2 separate regions of the Zea mays genome follow, and region 1 is linked to region 2. Evidence: chromatin contacts called from public Hi-C data. All regions are on one chromosome and are shown on one strand. Each heading gives the region's core, a stretch centred on a gene start, on an enhancer-like site or on the middle of the called end of the contact. The rest is flanking DNA. Distances are from core to core; before and after follow the strand shown. Region 1 has its middle 53 kb from the start of LOC103637126. Region 2 holds the start of LOC100284059 (coronatine-insensitive protein 1).

The links. Hi-C and Micro-C count contacts between places; a contact is called where the count stands out from the background.
Region 1: a contact with region 2 is called in a Hi-C map of leaf, with 4 times the contacts expected there. The contact joins the enhancer-like site here to the promoter of LOC100284059 in region 2. A contact is called at or near these places in 6 of 25 Hi-C or Micro-C datasets (bundle sheath, ear, endosperm and 1 more).

What each region holds. Positions count from the first base shown.
Region 1 is chr8:98,850,800-98,857,031 of Zm-B73-REFERENCE-NAM-5.0, forward strand. No RefSeq gene overlaps it. Among protein-coding and RNA genes, the nearest start is that of LOC103637126, 53 kb to the left of the region's middle. Within about 2 kb of position 3,377, at least 20 of the 20 cell types and tissues checked have an H3K27ac peak or open chromatin away from gene starts, as enhancers often do. A contact at or near this core is called in bundle sheath, ear, endosperm and 1 more, where this site is marked.
Region 2 is chr8:98,658,339-98,664,673 of Zm-B73-REFERENCE-NAM-5.0, forward strand. It overlaps LOC100284059 (coronatine-insensitive protein 1), which reads left to right and starts at 5,030. Exons shown (of 3, transcript NM_001156957.1): 1 at 5,030-5,728. The coding sequence starts at 5,211.

The sequences.
Region 1 (6,232 bases), core at 2,127-4,626, 190 kb after region 2:
TAATATAGTCAATCTTTGTCAAAATTTGCACACTACAAAGCTTCTTTTTGACAAGGCAGTGTTATAGGAAGGCAAGATAGCAACTTTTTTTGAACGTAAAGGCAAGATATCAACTCACCTCAGGCACTCTAAGTATAGCCTTTCCAGTCCTAGAAGGAACATTTTCACTCTTGGAATTATCTGTTGCTGGCATTCCATGTTTGCAGAATAATTCTCTGTATCTCTCACAACAATGCACAAGGATGATGATATCTTCCCATATACAAGGAACTGTCTGGCAAATATTGAAGAAAATCACTTGCCAATTCCCAAAGAGGACCATACTCATGAACAGTTCCACAAAGAACTGCATCTTCTTCAGATGTCCATGAGTCTGAAGCACAATCTTGAGACCCTATTCCTTTCCTTTTCAATCTCTCAGGCTTTATCACAATAACACTTTTCACTGGAATGCATGGGATGAAAGTTCTGCCATCACTTTTAGTTCTAGCCACTGATTTTGAATCTGAATCATTAAGGTCCTCCTTCAGCCTAGGTGACAAGGCTTCAGAAATAGAACTTGATTTTTCTTGAACTTCTTTAAACTTTTGATTTTACTATTTTCCTCAGTGGCAACTGTAATATTCTTACGCTTGTTAGAATAATGGTGTGGCGATTCATCACTTTAATCTCAGTTGAGGGTGCATTATCTATAGAGGTTTCCTCTAGTATGACTTCTGATTTAGGCGACAAACACACTCTTTTCAAGGGCTTGAGTTTGCTTGTCTTCTTTTTGTTCTTTATTGACTTTCTGCAGTGACTTCTGCAGATGAATGCCAAAATGTACAATTAATAGTATATCAAAGGGAAGCTTATAGACTAAGCAAAGAAAGTCAACAGGACATAAAAACATCCATTAGAAACAATATGGGCACATAACATGCTAATATTGCCAATTGACACAAAAGTGAAGAGCGACTGAGACAAAAATCACAAAACAAATTATGAATCTCACAGGGCTTGATTCTAAATGTCAATAAAAAATTTGCCCATGACTAAACCTCAATGAATTACGACTTTCACTAAGTTTAGATGGCTTTTTAACCGGAGAACGCATTAATATCATGGTCTAAACCTCAGGTGCTTGATTCTAAAATCTGCAGTTTTGTTTTCTTATAGGGCTTAGACGATCCAAATCTTGGTGTATCAGCTATAGAGGAAAGAAATGCTCTTGGCTTGGCTATTGTTCTCCGCTTCAGTCATAACTCCCTCACATCCTCCGACCCAATCCTCCCGTCCTCCTTCCAGCCGAAGGAGTCCCACCTCCACTCGCCATCGCTGCCTGCGAAGAACCCCACGGCAGCGAAGGAGGCCACCACCGGAAAGCAAATCTGCACGCTCGAGTGGCCCTTCAAGGACCGCAACGCAATCCTTGATGCCCGCTCGCACAAGAACAAATGACTCTTTCGGCTGGAAGGAGGACGAGAGGAGTAGCTGTAGTAGCTGTAGCTACTTTGGGGAAAAACAAAGGACTCTTGTAGTAGCCGTAGCTACTTTGTCCGTTTGAGTAGAAGAAGACAAGCGACGTCTTCGGGAGTGTCAGCTTCGGCAAACGCGCGCACAAGAACTCTCCCCGCATTCTACTCACCTTGGGAGCGGGCTGGATCGGCAGGCGGTCGTCGTCGTCGCTGCGCAGGCGGCGGTGCCGGTGCCTGTAGCGGCGGCGTTCGCGGTCGTCGTCGTCGCTGACAGCCACCGACGACCACTGTCGCTTCTCCTCCTCCTCCTCGCGGTCGCAGTAGCGGGGGAAGGGCACGAAGCCGGGCGGGCGGTGAATCGCGGGGGGGGGGGGGGCTGGATCCACGTGCGGGCGGGCGGTGAATCGCGTGCGGGCTGGTGTGAGCGGGATTCGCGGCGTGGATGTTGAGGCGGGGGCAGTCTACTGCAGTATTTGCAGAAACCCCCTCCGGATCCAACGATCGTATTCAAACAACCCCTCAGCAGCCGTCTCCGGTCTCCCTTCCGTCATTGCGCGTCCCACCTCCCGTCCCCACAATTTCCGCTCCCCTCACGAGCATTTCCCCCGCCTACCCGTCGCCGACGGCCATGGCCCACCTCCAGCTCATGGCGCTCACCGGCGGCGCCGACGACGAGATGGAGGAGGTCGCGCTGCTGGGATCCTACGACGAGGAGGCCGGGGTGGGGCCGGAGGCGGAGGGGGACCGGGCGGAGGCCGGCATGCGGCGGGTGCAGGTGCGCGTAACCGGCATGACGTGCTCCGCGTGCACGGGAGCCGTCGTGGGGCGGAGGGGGGGGGGCGCTGGATCCGCGTGCGGGCGGGCGATCCACGGGGAGGGGCGCTGGATCCGCGTGCGGGCTGGCGTGAGCGGGATTCGCGGCGTGGATGTTGAGGCGGGAGCGGTCTACATTGTAGACTTAATAATTAGTAGAGATAGAGATAGAGAATAATTCATACTTTGAACCGCCACGCGCGTGCGTAGCGAATCGTCCAACCACAGCCTCCTAGGCTACTTCAACAAATTTTGCCGCTACGGTTGGCCCGCTAACCAAGCGCACGCCGCCCAAATTTTGCCGATACGAGGTTGCTCTTTGGGGGTAACGAAGGGATGGCTTTGGCCCTGTTTGTTTCGGCTTCTGGCAGCTTCTGGCCACCAAAAGCTGCTGCGGACTGCCAAACGCTCAGCTTTTCAGCCAGCTTCTATAAAATTTGTTGGGGCAAAAACCATTTAAAATCAACATAAACACATAATCGGTTGAGTCATTGTAATAGTAGGAATCCGTCACTTTCTAGATCCTGAGCTCTATGAACAACTTTATCTTCCTCCACACGTAATCGTAATGATACTCAGATTTTCTCCACAGTCAGATTCTCCCCACAGCTAGATTTTCAGAAAAGCTGGTCAGAAAAAAGCTGAACCAAACAGCCCCTTTGTCTCTGCCTCCGTCGTCACGTGACCTCACAAGCTACCAGATTTGACATCTTGGACCACGCATGCGGCTACGGGGAATAGAGCGCGCCGTAAACGCTGACAAGAGCAAGCGAGGGAGGCCGGGAAAAAGAGAGGAAGGAGGGCATGGCACAAGCAGAGCATCTGATGCCTGGTGGTAGTGGTGTTCTCGACGGGTGTTCCATTTGAGCTTGACCGCAGGTTTTACTCGAGGGAGAACCGTAGAATCTTTTCTCTTTTTTTTGACAGGGACCTGGTTTACATTACAACGGGCATCACGGTTCCTGCTACAACGAAAAACTAGTAGCGGCACTGGACCAGCATCTGGCCCACTTGGTTTAGCATAAACAGATTAAGCAGGCCCGTTAGCCCACCTATATGAAGCGAAAGCCGACAGTGATGTCTCTGCCTGCTGCGGGCCCGTGGCTCCCCCCCGGCCTCCGAGAGTCTCCCGCGGCCCGTGCACTTCACCTGGGCAGTCCGCCACCGCTGGGCCGTTCTAGTCCCGCCCAGGCGCTCACTTCACTACTCGCTCACTCAGTACCCACCACACCAGAGCCGCCGCGAAAGGTCCCATCTCGCCTCCCCACCGGCCATGTGCATGTGCTCATGGTGCTACGTCTACGTGCTGCACCGGCGACATTGCCCCCCGAGATCCAAGCGCCCGCCAATTCTATATATACAAAGCGGCCACTTCTCAGCCTGTCCACGTAAGCAAAAATAAAATACACCGTAGGATTTGGTTTTGACGGCTGATCGAATTCGAAGGGACAAAAAGACAGTTTCCTGAACCTTCCTACAATGCACAGGTTTTCTCTCCCTCTCCACAACACCGCCGACGCAACCGTCACCGCCCGGCCTCTGCATCCTCCCTCTCCTCATCACAGCAGATGTCATCGCAAGCCCCACTATCCCAATCTAGATCCTCGGCCATAAGCAGCAGCACCACTCCAAACCTAGCCGAGCTCGCAGCGGAAGGGGGAGGCTCACTATTTTGCCATGGCGCTGGTCGCGCACCTCCAGGGCTTGCTGCCCCTGCGCCGAGGGAGAGGGGAGAGCTCGCCGGTTCCGGTGATGGCTATGTCTTCGCCGTCCAACATGACGCCGGCATCACGCTCCTCGACGCCTGCAACACCATCGTCGCACGCCTCCACCGCCTCCTTGCGTGCCTCGCGGTCGACCTCCTTTTTTCCTCCTAACGTCTGGGCGAGCTCCCGTCGCCTGAGGCCACTCGCGCCCGCGACGACAACCCCCGGCACAACGCTGCTGGTGCGCGAAACTGCCTGCAAACTTGATAGAACTTCATAGATCTGGCAAAACTTTCATTTGAGTGTACGTCTCCACTGACCACTGCATGCCTCCATTGTTACCCTCGTGGTGCAACACTGAATTGAACTGAACATGTGCGCAAAGCTGTAAAGGTCGATTGCAAAGTTGACCTCCAATACCCTCCAGCTATGAAGGCAAAGCGAGCGCACTGTCCGTAGTGTGCTCGAGCAGGAATGTTTCTTCTCTCGTGCTTCACTTCCAGTCCAACCTTGTCTGCCCTCAGTGATCTCAGTGATATGTGTGTTGTATTCTACAAGCTTAATGCATCTGAGGAAATACAAGACAAACAAAAGCAGCTCTTGATTTGGGAGCAGGGATGTGGCATGCCAAGAACCCAAGCCCAAGCAGAGGTGCTGCTCCATGCAGATCCACTTTCTCCTTTGCCTTTCCTTAAGAGGCTCCAATTGCTTGCTTTGTTGCAAGAAAACGAAGTAGGAAAGGTTATTTTCTATGTAGACTTCTTTTTCTTGAGTTCTGAAGTAGAGACTAATTGATGATCATGCCTTCTGCTGTACCACTGTAACCCATTGCTATAAAGTCAGATTAGTAAGGCTTGACCAAAGATTAGTAAGGCTAGACCAAAAATGTGAAAGATCGTAGCTTGCTATATTAGCAGTTTAGCACTTACATCACTAAATGTTTACCAGTTATATTTCGATTATTCTACGCGCGCGTAGCGCGCGCCAGTTACTAGTTACTACTATACAAACCGTGACGCAAACGAGCTACGCTGTTTGTCCACGTCACCGTTTTTATTCTCAGCCACCGGATCCTATACCAACGGCTATCAAACGCACTTCGCATACAGCATACAAGATAGCCTCTCCTTGACTAGCCATTTCCCGAAGCATCCGTTGGCAGTTCCCAAGGTCGCGTTGCTAGAAATCTGCTCCCTTGCTCTCACAACGCGTCATCGCCAACACCGAGGCTTCCGTGATTCCTCGGCACCAACGCTGCGGCCTCCGCAATTCCCTGCAGCAGGCACCATGGAGGAGGCGGCGTCTAAAGTGGAGGCAGAGAAGCTGGAGCCTGGAGGAGCAGCGCCCAGGGGTCCCTCGCGAAGGCAGCGGCGTCCTCCCAGGCGGTGAGGCCGAGCGCCAGGCGTCGTCGGCCATGCGGTCGAGTGCAGAGCGGTTGCGGGACGCGAGGTCGGGGAGGGACACACGGTCGTAGCGGTGCCAGAAGGGGCAGACCGGGAACAGGGCCGAGGAGGAGGAGGTGGCGGAAGCGGACCCAGGCGGGGGCAGGTGGTCGGCGGAGGACGGAGAGGAGAAGGCGGCGACGGCAGGGTCGTCCGCGAGGTCGGTGGCCGCCAGGTCCAGCACGCGGCGGAACTTGAGGGAGATGAGGAGGAGGTAGGCCGCCGCGGCTAGCACCTACAGATACAAAATTATTGACACAAAATTGGTCAAGTTTAATTAAAGCATAATTAAATTGTCATTATATGGTAGAGCAAGGGCGTGCTTGAAAGCCCAGTACCCTGTCAGAAACGAATATAAGTAGCAGGTTTTGATTACATATATTAATATATTATCAGAGTGTTACAGTATATGTAACAAGTAGAAAAAAGATGTACACTGATTATGTATATAGCTGACTTTCCTAAATGATATCATGGAGAATATTTGGAAAATAAGCATTTTTATATATTCTATATAATACAATTTTGTACACATATATAGGGAGCAAAGGAGCAACGCCAACGTGTCCACGTATCTCCAAATGTTGTCCGCCGTTCGATTCAAGATATACGACCAGCAGAGGTTCTAGCCAATGCAAATTCTTATATAATAGAGCGGGGAGCAAAGGAGCAACACCAGCGTGTCCACGTATCACCAAATGTTGTCCGCCGTTCGATTTAAGATATACGACCAGCAGAGGCTCTGGCCAAACCAGAAGGGAGGTTACAGTGGAGATCGCTGGAGACTTCCAGCTACGGCGGCCAATAAGGCAGA
Region 2 (6,335 bases), core at 3,780-6,279:
GGGTCCGAGCTGCTCATGACCGTGAGCATGGCTAGTATACCAGTTTTACACTCTGCAGAGGTTGCGCATCTTTACCCACAAGTCATATTACCCATCTGCCAAGAGACGACCAATCCCATACACCTCTAACGAGGAGGCGAGGTAGGGTAACACAACGAGGTCTTTACAAAGTTTCACTAGCTTCAGAAAATCCGCTACAGTTTATAGGAAGCTCCAGTGCAGGGATCCCTCGCCTGACCGCTATCGTAGCAAAATCAACCCAAGGACCTCCCTACACTGACCACTCCCCTACTGCCCTTGCCCCTATCGGGTAAGGTAGTCATCCACTAGCTTTCCTAGTTAATCAGCCAAGGGCATCCCATACTACCCTTGTGGTATGTTTTCCTGGGTAGTCGCTCCATGCTCCCATTAACATAATGATCTTAACATGAACAGTAATAATAAACTGATAAAAAAGTGTAATCATGAATAATGTATCTCCATACCTAAAACCACATAAAGCAATAGCAAGTACTATCCAAAAGTATTTAGTGGTAAAACAAGGTATAAATATAGCCAAAACTGGGGTAACCTATTGGATCCCGTCAAAACTAACCTATGCAAATTATTATCATTAATAAGAACATGACTAGGTAAAAATAAGTGATCAAGGGCACAACTTACCTTCAATGAGCTCCTGGTCAGCAACTACTATTTGCTGAACATTAGGATCCTCAGTAGCTTGCTCGTCTACTCGCATCAATACAAACATACATAGTATAGCAAAAATTAACATCACACCAAACATATAAACAAAATACATAATAATAATCTACACATTAAAATAAGATTCTAGGAACAGGAATCATTAATTTTGGAGTTATGGATTTTAAGTTATGAATTTCCAACGGTTTTATGTGTTTGATATATGATTAAGTGAGAAATTAATTTTACTACTGTTTTCATGTCAAAACAAAGACTCTAGGTGATAAACAATAATATTACAAAATTTTAGAAACTGGAATGGATCAATTTGAAGTTCATATGAATTTTCTATGATTTATACAAGTTATAGGAATTGTTTTTATATTAAAAACTCATTTTCTAATTCATTTTCCTTATTTTTCCCTTCCCTGGATTGCGCCCCAAAAACTATGAAGCGTAGGGGTCCCTGCATAAAATATTCCAAGACTCAGAGCACTGTCGTGGTGGACGGCGGGTTGATAACTGTATTATACAGGGGCTCTTTTGTGAACTAGCCATCGCGAAACGTTATGGAGCTATTCCGGTCGTTGGATCGGGGATAAGCGCCTTAGATTAGATCCATCCTCTAGCCTGAACCGCACACACCATACACTGTTGATTCTAGGATCCGCGGTCACAATTTTAAATTCTCCGATCTACTCTTGTGCGTATATTCGGATCTGACGGTCGGCCTCCAATACACGAATCGGTATTCTAGGTTTTGATCTGAGACGCTAATTTGGGATCGGATGGTGCCCGATCGCTGCCCAGATCTAACTCTCTCTCCTAGCTCTCTCACGGCCAACACCGGCGGCCCCGCGCCCTTTCCTACGGCGGCGCCATGGCCGGCGCCCTCAATCCAGGCATCCAGGCCCCTAAACTCAAATACGTTGCTACATGTAGAGGAGAGTAGGACAAAGAGCAGGAAGGTGATTTTTACCTCGGATTTGAGACGTTAGCGGCCTGCCACGTGGTTGCGCGTCCGTGGACCTCCGGTGAGAAATTCCCGTCGAATCTGGCACCCCTGTGTCCGCGGCTTCCTCGACGAGCTACCCACTTCTACCCCGCACTGCCCGCACACTATCAGAGTCGCCAATCGACCTTGTGAACGACGAATCGCGCGGCGGCTCAATTTCTTCCCCCGCTCCGATTCTTGGTATTAGGCGAAACCGCCTATGGACGACGGGGGCGCGGGTTTATATCGTCCCCGAGTTCCGCAATGGTCGGCACCCACGAATGGTAGTCAACAGCGGAGCTCCGGGGTTCTCGGTCGCGCCGGCATGCACACGTGGGTTAGGTGAGGTCCGCCATGCGCGCGGAGGTGGAGTTACTGCTGACCAGCAGGTCCCACAGCGCAGCGTAACGATTTGGTCGCCCGGGCACGGACGAACGGCTGTCCAGTGGGCCCTGTGGGTCAGTGCCTGCGGTAGTAGCGCGCGCGGGTAAGGAGTCTGACATGTGGACCCCGTCTGTCATGCGAGCGGCGCGCGCGAGAGTGCAGGCACAATGGGTCGCGCAGTGCGTTTCTATGGGTGGGCCAAAAGCGAGGTTCTAGCCCATTCAAGCGCTTCCCCCTTTTCTTTTATATTTTGCTTTTCCTTTTCTTTTCTTTTTAATTTTCAACTTCATAATTTAAATTCCCATTCAAGTTTAAACTTCTTAGCACATTTGTTTTCTCATAAAATGTTCCTCTTACACATGGTAGGGGTAATTTACCTATTTAATATTCATTTGGTGATTATTAGTGCTTCTCTTTTCTTAAATTCTAGAATTCCTTTTTAGATTTTAAATTCCACTTTGGACTTTAATATATTTCTTTTTACATTATTTTATATTTTCACAAAATGCACACAAAATAAGACATCAACATGATGCATATTCCATTTTAGTACCATTTTAACTAATCACTCTTACTTATAGGTATGCTCTTGTTATGATGAATATATGGCACATAAAATAGGGAGATCAACTATATTCTCATTGTATACAAAGGGACTACCAGGTAATGTGATAGAAATCGCATCGAGAGAGATGAGTATGAGACCTGTATAAGTTTCCATGGTGGAAACCCAGTCTATGTGATTGGAGATCCCGTGAATTAGGTCCTGGGAAGAACAATCCATTGGTGAATTTAGGAGAGTAACCTTTGACCCTCTCTAAGTAAAGATGCAATACTCTCAAATGTTGTAAGGCAGGTTGGCTTTGTGCCTTAATGTGTTTTGTTGTCTTTTATTAGCGAAGATGTTGTCCTGCATAACATTCTTGAAAGAACACACCTATATGAGTTAGACTGTCTAACGTCGTAGTATATGAAATCAGGGTGATCTCTAGTAAACTCATGAAGAGACCTTGGAGTACGACGTATATGCTCCACCCGAGAAGGGGACTACTGGTAGCCAGGTACTGGTTATGGCTTTAAGTGAAAACCATTCACACAAAACTTGCAATTCAAGGCATAGTCCATTGTCTAAGTTGTGGGTTGGTGTAGCTTGGAGTTCTAGGCGGAAGTTCAACTTAACAGTCTCTGCTGAAACACTAGTATATTAAACATTATTGAACAGTGGCAAAACTGCAGGTGAACATTTGAGATCTGGTGGGGGATTGTTGGATTTATGGGCTAGGCCCAATTGAGAAATTCAATTAAATCCTAGAAAAATCTCAAAAGCCTATGTATGGGTATGGCTAGGAAATGGTGGAACAATTAGTACCATATTGCTAGTCTAAGTGGAGTGAAACTAGTTTAAATATGGAGGCTACACTCACTCACCAAGTCATGAATGAGAGGAGAGAGTGTGGAGAACCACACGTGCGCTCGATCGCCTGGCCAGGCCGGGGCGGGGCGGGGCGCGGGGGCACGACATGCTCGTGAATGGTCCGTCGAAATCCGGCCCCTCGCCTTGCGGGGGCGCGACTTCCTTTTGCCATTTTATTTTTTGGTTGCTTGGCTGTTCGCATGCAGATCGGATCACAGATAGTTATCGGTTCGCGGACTCGGCCCTATATAAGGCGCCTGGCAGCCAACATCAAACTCATCCTAATTTTCGCCTCTACTCACAACTGCGCCGCCATCGTAGTTCTCTTCATCCCGACCGCCGACGTGCATCTGCGCTCGGGAGGGCAGGTCTCCGGAACCCTTCGCCTTCGAGATCCTGCACCGGGAGAGGGCGAATAAGGTTTTTGGGAAGCGTCCTTACGCGACTGCTCGCGATCTTGTCGTCGAACCCTGCTGCTTCGACGTCATCGGCCCCGCTGCTTCGACGTCGTCGACCCTGCTGCTTCCGGCCCGCGTTATTTACCAGTATGTCTGATCAGTACGCATCATTTGATTTGATTTTATACTTCAGTTCTTTTGATTTGGTCATGATTTATATTCAGAATTTAATCTGAAAAATATCTAATAATTCAACAAAAAGACTCTTTACGCACGCATGAACCGTTCAAAAACCTCAGGCGTGGTGCGTTCGACACGCATATAGGGAGAAGCTGCTCCTGCAGCGATGTCGTGGACTGTCCAGTGCAGGGCCGCAGACTATCCGCGCTCTTGCAGAGAACACCGTTTTTTCCGGCGTTTGGTGTAAGATGGGTCCCAACACCATCATCTTATGATAGCATGTTGACACACCATTATGAATGACTAAAGTAGCTCAAAAGTACAAGCCGAATCATCCCGTTCGCTTGAATTCTACAGCATGGCAGTACAACGGTTCTGACTAAAAGCCGTTTCATGGAACATTGTGCATACAACAGTAGGTAATTAGAAATAAACACAACTGAACAGGCTCAATGATAGCCTTCATCTAACGCTCACATGGTACAACTGCTCTTAGCATCCGGATCCGTGGTTCTGCTTCATTGATGAATTAGATTTTGTTGGTTTTGTCTTTAAAAACAGCTTTATCAATAGAGTCAAATTTATTTATTAAACATTGGTAAAACATTTTCTTTTGAAAATTGTAGCAAAGAAAAAAAAAGAAAGAGCTAGTATTTTTAGTTTACTGTGAAGTTAGCTAAAAATAGCTTTTAGAGAAAAACTATTATAGTAAATAAACTGTAGTACAGTATTATGTAATTGTTTCCACCAAGCCAGTCCAACTCGAGCCAGGACACTAGACACCAGACCGCCGGCGACAGAGTGTGTGTCCGTGCCGTGCGTCCGTGTGCGCCGAGCAAATTCCCCACCCCGGTCCCCTGCCGACGTGGCTTGGCATCCTCAGCTGGATCGCGCTGAAGTAAACGCCGCTTCCCCAATCCCCACCCCACCTGGTCCTCCTCTCCACTCTCTCTTCTCCCTCCAATAATTCTCTCCACCCCTGCTTGCTGCAGCTTCAAGCACTACCGAATCAGGGCGAGTGGGAGCAGAGGAGGGAATCCCATGTCTCCGCCCCTCGCTGGAGCAGATCGTTGTCGAGCCGACGTGGAGCTGCTGCGGTAGAAAGCTAGCGGAGCCTGCGAGCTAGCCTGATCCGTCCGCAGTCCGATCGGGATCGATGGGTGGGGAGGCGCCGGAGCCGCGGCGGCTGACCCGGGCGCTGAGCATCGGCGGCGGTGACGGCGGCTGGGTTCCCGAGGAGATGCTGCAACTCGTGATGGGGTTCGTCGAGGACCCGCGCGACCGGGAGGCCGCGTCGCTGGTGTGTCACCGGTGGCACCGCGTCGACGCGCTCTCGCGGAAGCACGTGACGGTGCCCTTCTGCTACGCCGTTTCCCCGGCACGCCTGCTCGCGCGGTTCCCGCGGCTCGAGTCGCTCGCGGTGAAGGGGAAGCCCCGCGCGGCCATGTACGGGCTCATACCCGACGACTGGGGCGCCTACGCCCGCCCGTGGATCACCGAGCTCGCCGCGCCGCTCGAGTGCCTCAAGGCGCTCCACCTCCGACGCATGGTCGTCACAGACGACGACCTCGCCGAGCTCGTCCGTGCCAGGGGGCACATGCTGCAGGAGCTGAAGCTCGATAAGTGCACCGGCTTCTCCACTCATGGACTCCGCCTCGTTGCCCGCTCCTGCAGGTACTCGTACTCCTCGATTCTCTTGCTCTTTTTTAGCTCCGATCTGGGTGTGGAGCAAGTAAGATCGAATTGGGGTTACTGGGAATGGTGGCAAGGAGAAGGGGTACTGTTTAGTCGTTGATTCCCCGTAACGGTTTAGCCATAGCAGTATAGCACCCAACCGAGCGTCACTTTCTGCAAGTAGAAACTTGTGGTACCTTGGGGAAAGTTATTACCGAAAAGCAGGCTTGAGATCTGGCGCACAAAATTGGGTTGGCTGCTCTCAAATGATTACACATCCTAACTCCTAATCCTAAGTCCTAAGCATAGAAGATCAAAGCAGAAGTCGTAGGAGTGCATCTTCAAACCTGTATCATTACAATTCGTGGCTTCTGCTGCAGGTTTCTCCAAAAAAGAAAGTTTAATTGATGGTGTTGATTGTCAATAATTTGATTATGCGATGCCTTACTCGATATATATTATATTATAAAGAAAAGTTGAGTCATCGAGCAAACCACTGAGAGCAGGGAATCAAATAAGGGAGCTATTGAAGATTAGGCTGTGTTTTGTCTTTGGATGGATCTACCAGAAAAGGAGTCTTTAAATGGCCCCAAATTTACGTGTAGCA